Regions from separate parts of the Mus musculus genome. Here region 1 is linked to region 2. Evidence: chromatin contacts called from public promoter capture Hi-C data. All regions are on one chromosome and are shown on one strand. The core of a region is the stretch at or near the end of the contact, and the rest is flanking DNA. Distances in the headings are between cores, read along the strand shown. Region 1 overlaps Eif4b (eukaryotic translation initiation factor 4B). Region 2 overlaps Smarcd1 (SWI/SNF related, matrix associated, actin dependent regulator of chromatin, subfamily d, member 1).

The links. Promoter capture Hi-C pulls out the DNA fragments that hold promoters and counts their contacts.
Region 1: a promoter capture Hi-C map of liver shows a contact between it and region 2, with 6 times the contacts expected there. The contact joins two enhancer-like sites.

The regions. Positions count from the first base shown.
Region 1 is chr15:102,089,435-102,095,630 of GRCm38.p6, reverse strand. It overlaps Eif4b (eukaryotic translation initiation factor 4B), which reads right to left. Exons shown (of 15, transcript NM_145625.3): 9 at 5,537-5,765; 10 at 4,137-4,234; 11 at 2,432-2,645; 12 at 1,918-1,973; 13 at 854-959; 14 at 582-654; 15 at 1-378. The coding sequence ends at 298. Among named protein-coding and RNA genes, the nearest start is that of Tns2, 10 kb to the left of the region's middle. Within about 2 kb of position 3,695, at least 74 of the 459 cell types and tissues checked have an H3K27ac peak or open chromatin away from gene starts, as enhancers often do. A contact at or near this core is called in liver, where this site is marked.
Region 2 is chr15:99,706,056-99,712,954 of GRCm38.p6, reverse strand. Smarcd1 (SWI/SNF related, matrix associated, actin dependent regulator of chromatin, subfamily d, member 1) reads right to left here. Exons shown (of 13, transcript NM_031842.2): 7 at 5,543-5,644; 8 at 5,154-5,315; 9 at 4,973-5,070; 10 at 3,539-3,674; 11 at 1,740-1,862; 12 at 695-796; 13 at 1-583. The coding sequence ends at 530. It also overlaps the pseudogene Gm17241. Among named protein-coding and RNA genes, the nearest start is that of Gm34939, 5.7 kb to the right of the region's middle. Within about 2 kb of position 2,519, at least 13 of the 459 cell types and tissues checked have an H3K27ac peak or open chromatin away from gene starts, as enhancers often do. A contact at or near this core is called in liver, where this site is marked.

The sequences.
Region 1 (6,196 bases), core at 2,446-4,945, 2.4 Mb before region 2:
AATTCTGCTGAATGGAGCCCCAGGCACTAGTCACACAGTAACTGCTTGGTATTGTCAGACACAACTTCCCCATTCAAAAGCGGTAGCCACGTCTCTGGCTACAATGGTGATTCTCCAGTTACTTCAATACTTTAAAAGGCTGCAGCAGCATGCAAAAGAATTTCATTTCATTAAAAAAAAAGTTTAGAAAGGTCTTCAGGAGATGGTGAGTTTATTTTGTCTTGTCTGGATAGAGGTTTGATTTGCTCTTGAATGTTCCGGGGTGGAGACTAGGAGAAAGCACAGGGTGCGGAGGTCCTACTCAGTGCAGTCGTCGCCCTCATCCTCATCCTCGCCATCCACAGACAGAGCAGCGTACTTGCTTGCAGAGCTGAACTTCTGTAACAGGAGAGGACGGATCATGGATGGGAGCCCAGACCACACCCGTTCCTCTGCGAGAGCAGGGAGGGTCAGGGGCACGAGTGGACGGCCGCACACATCCTCTTTCCGAGAGCCGAGGAAGGTAACCCCACCTTAAGTGTGCTCACTGGAGACAAAAGGAGTCAGACGCAAAACTAAGAGGAAAGGCACATGGCACTTACAGAGGCTGGGTTCTCCTCAGGTTTCTTTGGCTCAGGCGCAGATCTGGAGTCTTGATCTTTTTTGCCATCCTTCCTGCAGAGACACAATAGGTATTCAATAGTGTTGCTGGGATAGTGCATTATTTTTAGATTCTGCAAATCTAACCGTGACTCTAGTTTATTCACAGTGGTAAACCTGGCAATGCTTGAGAAAGCCAAGAACTACTTTATAAAGATTCCCTGCGTCTAACACTACAAGATTCATAAACAGTGAGGAAAAAAAATATAGATACCTATCCAAGTCCTTCCAGTGGTCTCTGCTCCCTCCATCCCCGGGACCACGGCTGCAGCTTCCAGCTTGGCCTTGTGTGGCACCCACCACATCCACTTTATTTCCATCTGTTTAAACAGAAACACAAAACCAAATTCAAGGGTTAGAAAGTAACTCATCTCCCTGTCCTTGCTTTCCTTTAAGCTGAAGGAAACACGTATGAAGGGGAATTATCCCCACTCCAAACCAGCCTAAAGCCTTTTTTTCCCATTAAAAGTCCTACTGTAGTGACCATCACCTAGAAAGCAGGACAGAAATAGGAACTAGATAGATTGTTCTGTAGTGACCTTGGTTTACTAATGGTGACATTTCAAACTTGGACAGGACAGACACATTTATTCCTGTCCAATTTCTCCACAAAGGCAGGCTTTACCAGGAAGAGGCAGCTTTAAATACTCTTTGAAGAAGTCATTCCTGCCCTCTTCTGGCAGAAAAGGTAGCTCATCAAAGAACATTAAACAACAACAACAATAAAACAATTGACAGCTGAACGTTGATGGGGGTAGGGAAGTAGAGCCACTGCTAAGGTGTCAGCGTTTCTATAATCCTCAATAAAACACAGTAGGCCACTCCCTCACAAAAGCCATGAAAGTAGAGGCTGGCTGGGAAGAAGGGGACTGGCAGAAAGGAGGCTAACAGGGCAGCAGTGATGACCATGACTGAAACACATCACTTGACCCAAGAACTAACACTGCAGCTTCCATTAAAAAATGTCTTCTTGCTAGGTAGTAATGGTGCACATCTTTAATCCCAGCACTCGGGAGGCAGAGGCAGGTAGGTCAGCCTGGTCAGAGTTCCAGGACAGTCAGGGCTACACAGAGAAGCCTTGCCTAGAGAAAAACAAAAAGAAAAATTCTTTGGCAAGATGCTTAATCCTGGAGTCTCTCATTACAGGCATTTATTTTATTTATGTGCATTGCCTGCGTGTGTGCACATCAAATGCCCTGGAAAGAACTGGAGATATGCATGGTTGTGAGTACCACAGGGGTGCTAGGAACTGAACTTGTTCACATGGTGCAGGCTCACCTTTTCTTGATGGTCCTTCCTCAGGGGGCTGGACTGCAGCTACTTTCCCTCCACCACTGGAATAAAGCAGCAAGCAATCAGCCATCAGTTTTTACAGGAAAGACAACACAAGCTTACACCATTTTCCAAATGTACCAGGCTGCCTTTTCATTCCACACTACAATATTAAAATACAGGAAAGACTGTTGTCTTCTACACTTAAGGGCCATATGCTTTGGAAATCCAACATGCTTAGCTGGAGTCTTCTCTTGGAAAAATTTAAGAATCACTTGAGTGAGCAAGGTTACACTGACAGTATGTCCCAGGGCAAAGCATGTCTACATATTTCTATGGTAAATATTCCCATCATAGCTGATCTTAATCCACCAAACTCATGTCAACTGGTTAACAAAAATCAAGAAAACAGATACTGTTGAGACAACAGTATATGAATTATACAGGAGGCAACCTCCTCTGCAGCACACACTCCCTCAGGGCACCTCCACTAAGCAGCTGCTGTTACAGGCCTACTCACCTTGTAGGGGACGGCTGCTCTGTGTCTGAGCTCTGAGATCGGGCAGGAGGGTTAGAGCTTCGCTTCACCCACGCATTCTCCTTTGGTGGAGGGGCTGGCATTACCTTTAGAGGCTGGTCAGGTTTAGGAGGCTTAGAGGTTGGAGAGTGACAGTCTTCTTCTTTATTGAGGGTTTCATTTTCTAGAGACTTCTCACTCTCTCTCCTTCGTGTATCTGTGGGGGAAGAGGAGCTCGCTGTACAGAGCCCACCTGGACTGTAGCAGCAGGGGAATAGGGGCATCACATTCTTTTCCATCAGCAGCAGACAGACACTAACTGGTTCCTGATAGCTACAGTTACACATAAACCAATGGCTTCCAGGCCACCTGGAGAAAAGTGCTTTCTGGAAAAGGGGAAAAAGCTATCTGAAAGAACAGCAATCTTGTCTTTATTTGGAAGGAATGAACACTTTTTTCGGGGAGGTGGGGGGGGGGGTGTTACAACTTGTCTATGTATTAGGACAGCCGTAACTGGGAATAACACGCTCTTGTGGTGAATGGGACTCAGGACCAAAGCCCAGGAACCACTGCCCAACTCCAGCTCAGCAGAGGCCTTTACATGGGGACAAAAACCCAGACACATTTGTATTTGCACAAAAACTTCTCTGGAACCATGGAGCTTGCTTTGCCAACAGTTACAGCCTACATCTGAAGTACAAGCTCTAGCAAAGCGGCTACACAAAACCAGTATCACACTTACTCTAGCCAGAAGGAGCACTACACCATGTTACAGGGCGACTACAAAGGTCAAACAGCTTCAGAAAACTCTTACAACACTTGGCTCCATTGACAAATCACTCTGGCTTTGGGCTGTTTTAAAACACTCAAGTACAAGTAAACTTGGGAGGAAGGAGAGCTTTAGCAACAGCGAATCACAGTAAGAGGAGGACTCTACAATTCCTGTAAACCATCTGTATCAAATTCATCGTGGCATTAAGTGTCTTCTTTGTGCCTGGTACCTAGAGGCCAGACGTCATAATGACATCTTCTGGAACTGGAGTTACAGGTGATTGAGGGAACAGGGGAATTAAAACTGGGAACTCTACAATTTCTCCTTTACAGGAGGAGGGGTGCAGTCATCAGTGGCCCAGGACTCTGTGACACTACACACACATGCTAATGAGGAAATGACCATTTACCCCCAAGAACACCACTAATGTTGCCTAAACAACATCAAATAATGTCACCCCAAGAGGTCAAAAACCAGTGCAAAGTGAGGTGGCTCTAAAAAAACCAACACCAGTGAGACAGAAAATAGGGCTGGCAAAATATCATAGCAGGTAGCTTGCCACCAAAACCTGCTGAGATCAATCAATGACTGGAACATTCTCTCTGGGGAAAACAGACTGCTCCGAGTTTTCCTCTGGCCTTGTATCATGACACAAGACCCCACTCCTCCACAAAATAAATGGTAAAAAACAAAAACAAGACATCTAACAGTCAACTATTCTCCTTAGTGACAGACAGTCTGCAGATCACTGAAGTGTCTATTCTGGCACCTGTTCGAGGCCTTGCTAACTCAGGAGCTTCTGAGCAGAGCTCAAGGCCAGTCTGGTCACACAAGTCTTAGGACAGCCAAGGCTACATGGGAAAAAGAAGTTAACACTGCACAGCGCCCACACATCTGCGGGAGACAGGACTCCGATACCCACCCCACCTGACTTACTTCTGCCAGATGTGGCTGAGGCCCCAGTCTGCGATGACTCACTTCCTGTCCTTGACCGTTCTCTTTCCTGAGTTTCTTCACTTCGCCAGCTTGGGTGTCTGCACACAAGAGATCAACAAAGACGACACTTAATGCCACAATGAATCTGATACAAATGGTTTACACGAATTAACATCTATTAATTAATTAATTAATACACGGTCTTGGTGAGTGCAGGCCAGAGGACAACCTTGGGACATTGTTCCTTAGAAGCTACCCACCGTATTCTAATTTTATGCATGTGCTGCCCACATGTACGTCTGTGTACCATGCATGTGCCTGGTGCCTAGAGGCCAGACATCATCATGAGATCTTCTGGAACTGGAGTTACAGGTGGTTAAGGGAACAGGGGAATTAAAACTGGGGATTCTACAAGAGCAGCAAGTATTCTTAAGCTTTGTCACATTGGCCCACATGATCAGTGTAAGATTGTATCACACGGCTTTCTTTATCTTAAACCATTTCAAGGCAGCAGGTTACATATGCTGTTCTGAATACCTCAGGATTCCACATTAGCTTCTGCTCTGAAGACAGATGTGAAAGTCATTCAGACAGAACAGTGCTGAGCTTTTCCTAATAAAATCCTAAAATATATATATATATTTGTGCCAGGTATGGTAGCACATACTTTTAATCCCAACAATCCTAGGAGGCAAAAGCAGGTAGACCTCTGAGTTTGAGAGGCCATTCTGGTTTTCGGACAGCCAGAACTAGAGACCCTGTCTCAAAGAAAACAAAAATATTTTTCTAACAATTCTTATATTCTTTATGTTTGTATGCTATATGACCATAGCATACAAGCTTACAGAAAAAAACAGCGAAATAATTCCTGGCTATATTCAACAAGAAAAAGCATTCTCTATGTAATAAGAGAGAATGAATTTAGAGGTCATGCTGGCACCTGCACCACCTGGTAGCAGAGCATGAAGAGCATGAAGAGCATGAAGCCTGACTGGGCTCAGTGATTTCTGGTGTGGCCTGTTTTCAAAGATCAAGGCTAGTGAGATGACTTGGTAGGCAAGGACACTTCCTGCCAAGTCTGAAGATGCACAAAGTTGTCCTCTGACCTCTACATGCATGCTCACAAAGGTCAATAAAAAAAGAATTGGGTCAACCATTTATTTACTTCTGTTCCAAAGCACTACCAATTTCTATTTATGTCAGGTGTAGCACAAGTCTTTTTGAAAACATGAAGTCACAGAAGTCTTTAGTGTGTGACACTCTTACACTCTGTAGACTGCTCCACCCCACCCAATAAACACATCCGCGTGACAACCAGTAACCACTCCCATTTCCCAAGTGCTCAGGGCTAGGGTTAGGACTTGGCAGTAGGGAGAAGCCCCTTGTTGAAGACGCCTCACCTCTCCCGGGGCCGGCGGTCTAGTTTTGGCTCATCCAGCTGACGCTGCAGCTTCTCCTGCTCCTTCTGTAGCCGCTCCTCTACTTCTCTTTCCCTAGCAGCTGTGTCAACAGGCTTCGCCCCTCCAAAGATGGAGGCTGCCCGGCTGGACTGGGAGGTGCTGGCGGAGGCGTCATCCTCCTTAGGAGCGCTTCGAGGCTTGAGGTTCAGTCTGGGTCTCTGGGGGGGACCTAAGGCAAACGAGACTCTAAGTTAAAGTTTCCAAAACACCAGGAGGTGACTGCTGAGAGCCAGACTCGAGACTCTTAGGAATCTTGTTCAAGGATCTGGTCTGAAGATGAACATTTTCAACAGGTTAAAAACAAACAAACAAAACCTTGTAGCAATATGACATGGAAGAGTTTTAGGTGTGTATATTATAGACACAGGCGAACACAGCCATCAGTGCTGGAGTAGTCTCACTCTCTGCATGGCAGGCAATTAGAATCTAAACTACCTCCACAGCCAAGGGAGGCTCCATCTAGTTCTTACACTTTTGTATGAAATTCTTAGTAGTCCAATTTCTTTCACTTTTCAAATTATCAAAGTACTTTCAAAATAGACTTAAATTTAATCAAGCAGTGTTACCTAACAAGACCAATTTTCATCCTGATCAAAGGTA
Region 2 (6,899 bases), core at 1,270-3,769:
AGCCCAGGCTCCTTTACTGCCAGAGGTAAAGGAGCCTCTGCCCCAACCTGCGGAGGGGAGGGAAGAAGTCAAGCTACCGGGAGGGCCAAGGTCAGCTAGCTTACAGACTGCCCTAGGCCTGAGGCTCAGACAGGGATAGCTCCCAAGGCCTAGGTCTCCTGACAAGGGCAGGATCAGTGTAGCTGGTCTCCCTCAAGACCACCTGACCTCAGGAGGCCCCCACTCTGTGGTTCTCTAACACTATCTAGAGGTCCTATGTAGGATAGGGAGGTAGAGGCACACAGGAGCCTGATGGGGAGGAGCTGAGGCGGGGTGGGGTGAGGGGGGGACACGACGGGACGGGGGACGACTGGGGTACAGGACGGGATAACAGGTGACTGTGAGACAGAAATGTGACACCCTCTTCATTGTGACACTGTCCTGAAGCCAAGTCCCCTGGAATGCCTCAAGCAAGACCAAGACAGGTACACTGAGGCAGGCAGCACAGGGCCCAAGGAATCGGTGCAGCCAGGCTAGGGCCACAGAGGCCCTATGTGTTTCGGATTCCCAGGGCTTGCTCTAACTCTTGCCGCCTCTGCTGCACCTGCAGAGAAAATAGGGATGCAAGCTGGAGATACCAAAGGCTGGCAACCAGCTGACACCACTCGTCCTGCCTTGTGTCACCTCCCTTGGGCGCCCCAGACACAGCACCAACCTTGGAGTAGAAGTATCGGCACACAGCCTCCTGAGCCCAGGGCTGGAAGTAGAACTCAGCACGACGCTCCTCTTCCGGGTTACCCACCACATCAGTCATCGTCTGGGGGTGGGGGGAGCGGGAGGACAGGACAACATGGTTCCCGCTCTCACAGCTGCTCTCAGTTGGACTGTACCCCTTGCCTGCCCCCAGCTCCCCGCCAAAGATGCTCAAGGTCTAATTCCCCAGCACCTGTGAATGTGACCTGATATGGAAATAGGGTCTCTGCAGATAGTCAAGTTAAGGTGAGCTCATTGGGATTGGCCCTAATCCAGTATAACTGGTGTCCTTACGAAGGAGGGAAATGTAGACAAAGAGAGATACACAGACACAATGTGAAGACACACAAAGACAGCAAGCCTGACCTGAGGGACACACAGGGTCACCAGAAGCTAGCAGAGAGCATAGCAGAGACCAACCCTGTCACTTTCACTCTGGATTTCCAGTCTCCACCACTGGGAGACAATCCCCATTGCTCAAGCTACCCAGTTTGGGTCAGGTTTCTTCAAAAGACCCAGCAGGCCAAAATAAACAAATAAATGACATCCCAAGTCACGTGACCCAAGCACCCATTAAGTCACTGCCAGGTGCCCTTTCTGCTGTGCTGGCCACAGCAGTCACAGCACACCAAGCACCTGAGCTGTGACACCCAGGTGCATGTTCCCGTCTAGGCTTATGATGGTCTTCTCCTGGGAAGCATCTCCAACGTTTTACTCACACTAGCTATGTTTTCCTGATGGAATACATCTGCGGGAGAGCAGAGCCCAGATCCTCAGTTCTAGTCCCAACAGCTGGGAGTCCAGAGACAACACTGGGAAGCACTGACTATGTCCTCATGTCCTGCATCTACTCCCTTTATCAACTCTAGCACGGACCCTGAGATGTACTAAAACAAACAAAAAACAAGACCGGTGATCCCTCCCTTGTCCCCCAGCTCTCTGCACAGGAGTAAAGTGACCACACGCTGCACTCCCTAGGTCCCTCCGGGCCTTTCCCAGGCTCCTACCTTGAGGTCCCTGCACTGGGACTGAAGCCAATCATTGATGAAACCCTGAGGGTCTCGGGCAAAGCTCAACATGAACTCTCGCTGGGTCTTCAGCTGGTTGATGGTCTCTATCGTCTCATGGATCTGAAAGGAAGAAGTGTGCTCCATGTTCAAGGCAGAGAAGCTCTAAAGTAAAGGCAGACGCAGGCTGGCCCTGCTGGGCTTGCTGCCCAGAGTCCACTGGGTCTAAGAGCTCCTGCAGCCCTCTGGCCCCCTTCAGAAAGCAGCGTGCTTGCTTCTATCCAGGTAAGGAAAGTTGTGCTTTCAGTGTCTGATCACCTGCCACCTTCCAACAGACCCACGTGCTCTCTCCACATCTCAAGACACCTGGGCTGAAATCTCCCAAACTAAAATGGTTCCCATTTTTCTAACATCTCCTCCCGCTGCTCCTCTTCTCAATCTTACTGCAGACAACTCTCCACCCCAGGCAGGCCTCCTCTCAGCCCCATCCAACAGGGGCCACATTCCTTTACTGTGACTCTCAAAACAGAACTCTAGAACCTTGACCTCTCTCACACAGACTATCAGTCTGGTCTCTGAAGTGGACTTGCTCCAGATCTACCCCTCATCAACGCTCTCCACCTACCTGCTAATGCAAAGAGCATTAGGACCTCCATGAAGAAGGTTTGCACACGCTTTTCCCAGATCAAAGCTTTACAACCAGGCTCCTACTGCCCCAGTGGCACCCTGGCACCTTGTGTCACATTCAGCCAGAGAGCTCTGTACTTCTTATGCTGGTTTTGAGGTCATCTGGCCAGGAACTCCTTATGTACACAAGACTGGCCCTGAACTTGTGGTGTGCCTGCAGCCTCTGCTGCCAAGCGCTGGGGTTACAGGAGGGAACCACCATACCTGCCTCCTAAGGCTGATGAAAGGGAGTTTTAGCTTTCTGCATACCTCTCTCTGTCTCTGTCTGTCTCTCTATCTATCTTTTTTATCTCTCTCTCTCTCCCTCTCTCCTCCCTCCCTCCCTCTCTCCTCTCTCTCTCTCTCTCTATCTCTCTCTCTCTTTCTGTCTCCCTCTCCCCCCCCACCCCCCAGCACTGCTGTGCTCCTTCCCCAGCTGTTCGAGTCCACGTTACCCTTTGGAATTTAGGTGAGGCACCTACTCTCCCAGGATAGCCCAGACATAAGTTATCTCTGGTGGTCACAAGGCACTTTGGCTTTGCCTACAGCAACTCTGCCTATATTGTTAACAATACCAATGGTAGCAGCAGGAAGAGTAGGAAGAGCATCCGTCCACTACTGTCTTACTGGGCTAGGTACAGGCCCGGGTCTTTAAAAACATGGGTCTCATTTCATGCACAGAGCCACCATGGCTTCTCTGCTGAACACGATGTAGGAGAATCATCGTGTGTTTAAGGCCAGCCTAGTCTATAAGGGAGAGATGGACTCGAAATACTGAAAACAAAAACAAAATGTAGCCAGGCAGTGGTGGTGCACACCTTTAATCCCAGCACTTGGGAGGCAGAGGCAGGCGGATTTCTAAGTTCGAGGCCAGCCTGGGCTCTAGTTCCAGGACAGCCAGGGCTACACGGAGAAACCCTGTCTCGAAAAACCAAAAACCAAAACCAAAACCAAAAACTAGAACGTTAACAGGCAGCTCTAGGTGCATGTGTGTGAGCCTGCCTCCACTTATCACCCAACACTGCCAACAGCCTGGCATGTGCTGGTTCTGGATATCAATATGTTTTTAGTTAAAACCAAAAATCAAAAGGCAGTGAGGAGCTATGATGGAGGGGAGGGACAGAGAGCCCTACCTTGTTGTCTAGAGTGGCGATCTCCTGCTGGCTGGCAGTGGACAACAGGAAAGAGTTCATCTGGGTCTTCAGAGTGTCATCCACCTCCACGTCAATGTCATAGCACGCGGTCTTTTTCTGGTCATTTGGGTCCACACTGGGGAGGAAAGCAACAGGGTTCAGTAAATGGCTGTCCCTGAGACCTACCTGCCAACGTCAGAAAGATGGTCCAGGGATGAGGGGGAAACAAAGCGACTGCAAAGGTCAAAGGGCACAGAGGAGACGCTCTACATCTTCCTTCTGAGAGCTGTATGGAGCTGTATCTCCAGATGTCTGTACTCTAAATAGATATAACGTATGATATAGCCTGTCTCTATGAATAACAAATTGTAACTCACTAAATTTGGTTTTCATTGCATTTACTTATTATGTGTGCGCGTGTGTGTGCACACTCTACAGGTGAGAGGACCATTTGTGGAACCAGTTCTCTCCATCTATCACTGGGTGCCTGGGTTGATGTCAGGCCAGACAGCTAGAGCCTTTAACCTGCTGAACCATCTTGCTGGGCTGAGCTTGGCTTTATGAAAGTCATAAAATTCAAGTAGCACCAAAGGCATTTTGTGTAAAGTTTTAAGCAGGAGTCCAAGCTGGCAGTGGTGGCGCACACCTTTAATCCCAGCACTTGGGAGGCAGAGGCAGGTGGATTTCTGAGTTCGAGGCCAGCCTGGTCTACAGAGTGAGTTCCAGGACAGCCAGGGCTACACAGAGAAACCCTGTCTCAGAAAAAAAAAAAGGTGGTTGCTGATCCCACCATAGTGGGAGCTGGTAACTAGACTCCAAAGGGAAGTGGGCCTGCTATGACAGTGCTGGCCCACATCCAGCCATTAACTCTAGCATGGGCCAGAGAAGAGCATGCCACCACAACAGTCACCTCCAGGGCATAAACCCCTCACAGGCGAGCAGAGTAACAGGCAAGCACAAGTTGGTGTCACCATCAGTTTTAATATAGTAAGGAGCTTATGTAATTTAAACAGAAACAGAACAGGCACATCTAACAAGACCACCACAGCCTGACAACGGGCCGTGCAAGCTGCTCTGCAGGCAGGCGGGCGCCAGCACACACTCACTGCTCTGTAGGCAGGCGGCAGCACACACTCACTGCTCTGCGGGCGGGCGCCAGCACACACTCACTGCTCTGTAGGCAGGCGCCAGCACACACTCACTGCTCTGCGGGCGGGCGCCAGCACACACTCACTGCTCTGTAGGCAGGCGCCAGCACACACTCACTGCTCTGCGGGCGGGCGGCAGCACACACTCACTGCTCTGTAGGCAGGCGCCAGCACACACTCACTGCTCTGCAGGCGGGCGCCAGCACACACTCACTGCTCTGCGGGCAGGCGGGCGCCAGCACACACTCACTGCTCTGCGGGCAGGCGGGCGCCAGCACACACTCACCTGATGACATGATTGATGATGATGGGCTCTGGTGGCATAAGCAAGGCGTGGAGCCGCTGAGGGATCTCTGAGAACTTCATCCGCTGAGATTCAAAGATCTGAGGCGGGGAAGAGGGAGAGGCTACAAATCGGCACATTCAGTGCGATGAGACTCCCAAAATAGAAGGTGCCCTTCACATACCTGCTGGAGGTACTTGTCACAGAGAACAAACTCTCGCTCGTGAGGGTCCTGGAGCTTGTGTGTTTTAATATACTGCCACAGTGCTTGGATGATCACTGGACGTGTCTGGGTATGGATGCCCAAGAGCCGAGCCAGGCGAGGGTCTAATTTAAACTGGGGGGGCTGCGGGGAACCAAGAGTACAGATGAAGCTAACGAGCTGGCTCCATGTGTCTTTTGGGGCGCTCAGTACAGGAACACATTCAATCTAACAAACATTGGCAAATCTGGATAGCAAAGCTAGAGGACAGAGAGACTCGCTTGCTGTCGCTATAGACTTTGACCCTTCTGAGTAAGAACTCATGCAATATGGCCGTGAAAGCTGGACTCCTTCACACCTCCAAAGCATACCTGGTAGTCCAGCATCAGCAGGACAGTACACCGTACATTCACATCTCCTGGCCGCTTCACCTGGAAGCCATCGGTCTCCTGGGTAGTGGCGGTCCTGTGCCACTGCAGAGAGGAAGGTGTCAGGGTGTACTCTTCCAGAGGAAGAGCTGGGGTGGGAGGGACGCGTGTCGGTAATAACTCAACATTTAACTTTGATTACTGAGGCTACTGGGGAAGAGCAACAGCTCAAGGTATCTCTAAAAACACATATGGCTTTGGAATTATTGTCTATGTAGGCAGAACCTTCTAATCCTGTTTGAAATGGCGGTGTTTAAAAAGGCTTAAATTCGCCTGGCAGTGGTGGTGCACGCCTTTAATCCCAGAACTTGGAAGGCAGAGGCAGGTGGATTTCTGAGTTCCAGGCCAGCCTGGTCTACAGAGTGAGTGCCAGGACAGCCAGGGATACACAGAGAAACCCTGTCTCGGAAAAAAAAAAGAAAAAGAAAAAAAAAAAAAAGGCTTAAATTCCCAGTGATAATTTCACCCACAAAATGACTTTTATACATGGAACAGAAACCTAAGCTTCGCCTTTCCGGCGGTGACGACCTCCCTACGAGAACATGCCTCTCGCAAAGGATCTCCTTCATCCCGCTCCAGAAGAGGAGAAGAGGAAACACAAAAAAAAGCGCCTGGTGCAGAGCCCCAATTCCTACTTTATGGACGTGAAATGCCCAGGATGCTATAAAATCACCACGGTCTTTAGCCATGCACAAACGGTAGTCTTGTGTGTTGGCTGCTCCACTGTCCTCTGTCAGCCTACAGGTGGAAAAGCAAGGCTGACAGAAGGATGCTCCTTCAGGAGGAAGCAGCACTGAAAGCCCCTGATTGAAGATGAGTGGGAACCTTCCCAATAAACACGTTTTGGATATTAAAAAAAAAAAAAAAAAAAAAAAAAAAAAAAAAGAAACCTAAGCTTCAATTTACTGAGGGCTAAGCTGTCTATGAGTCTACGACACACTACATTCAGTACGTTACAGAGCTAGAACTTGAGCTGACTCTAGGCCACAGGTCTAGCTACTCTACACTACTGCTATGCTATCAAATCAAGCACTTTACAGATTTCTACCAACTCTGTGACTTACTTCCCATGTCTCTTAGTGGCTGGAGATAAGGGGCTGCAGCTACGGTGGTAAAGAAAGGGGCAGGTTAAGTCCCCAGAGAGCACTAGGCCACTCTAGTTTATGTCCCCACAACCCTGTTGCTAACAGCTAACAGTCTTTGAAGCATTGTACAACCAGGCGTTAAGTGTTCCTGGCTGTCTGAAGGATAAATCTAAAGGATCAGGGGCCAAGAGGAAGGTACAGATCAGTAACCCAGA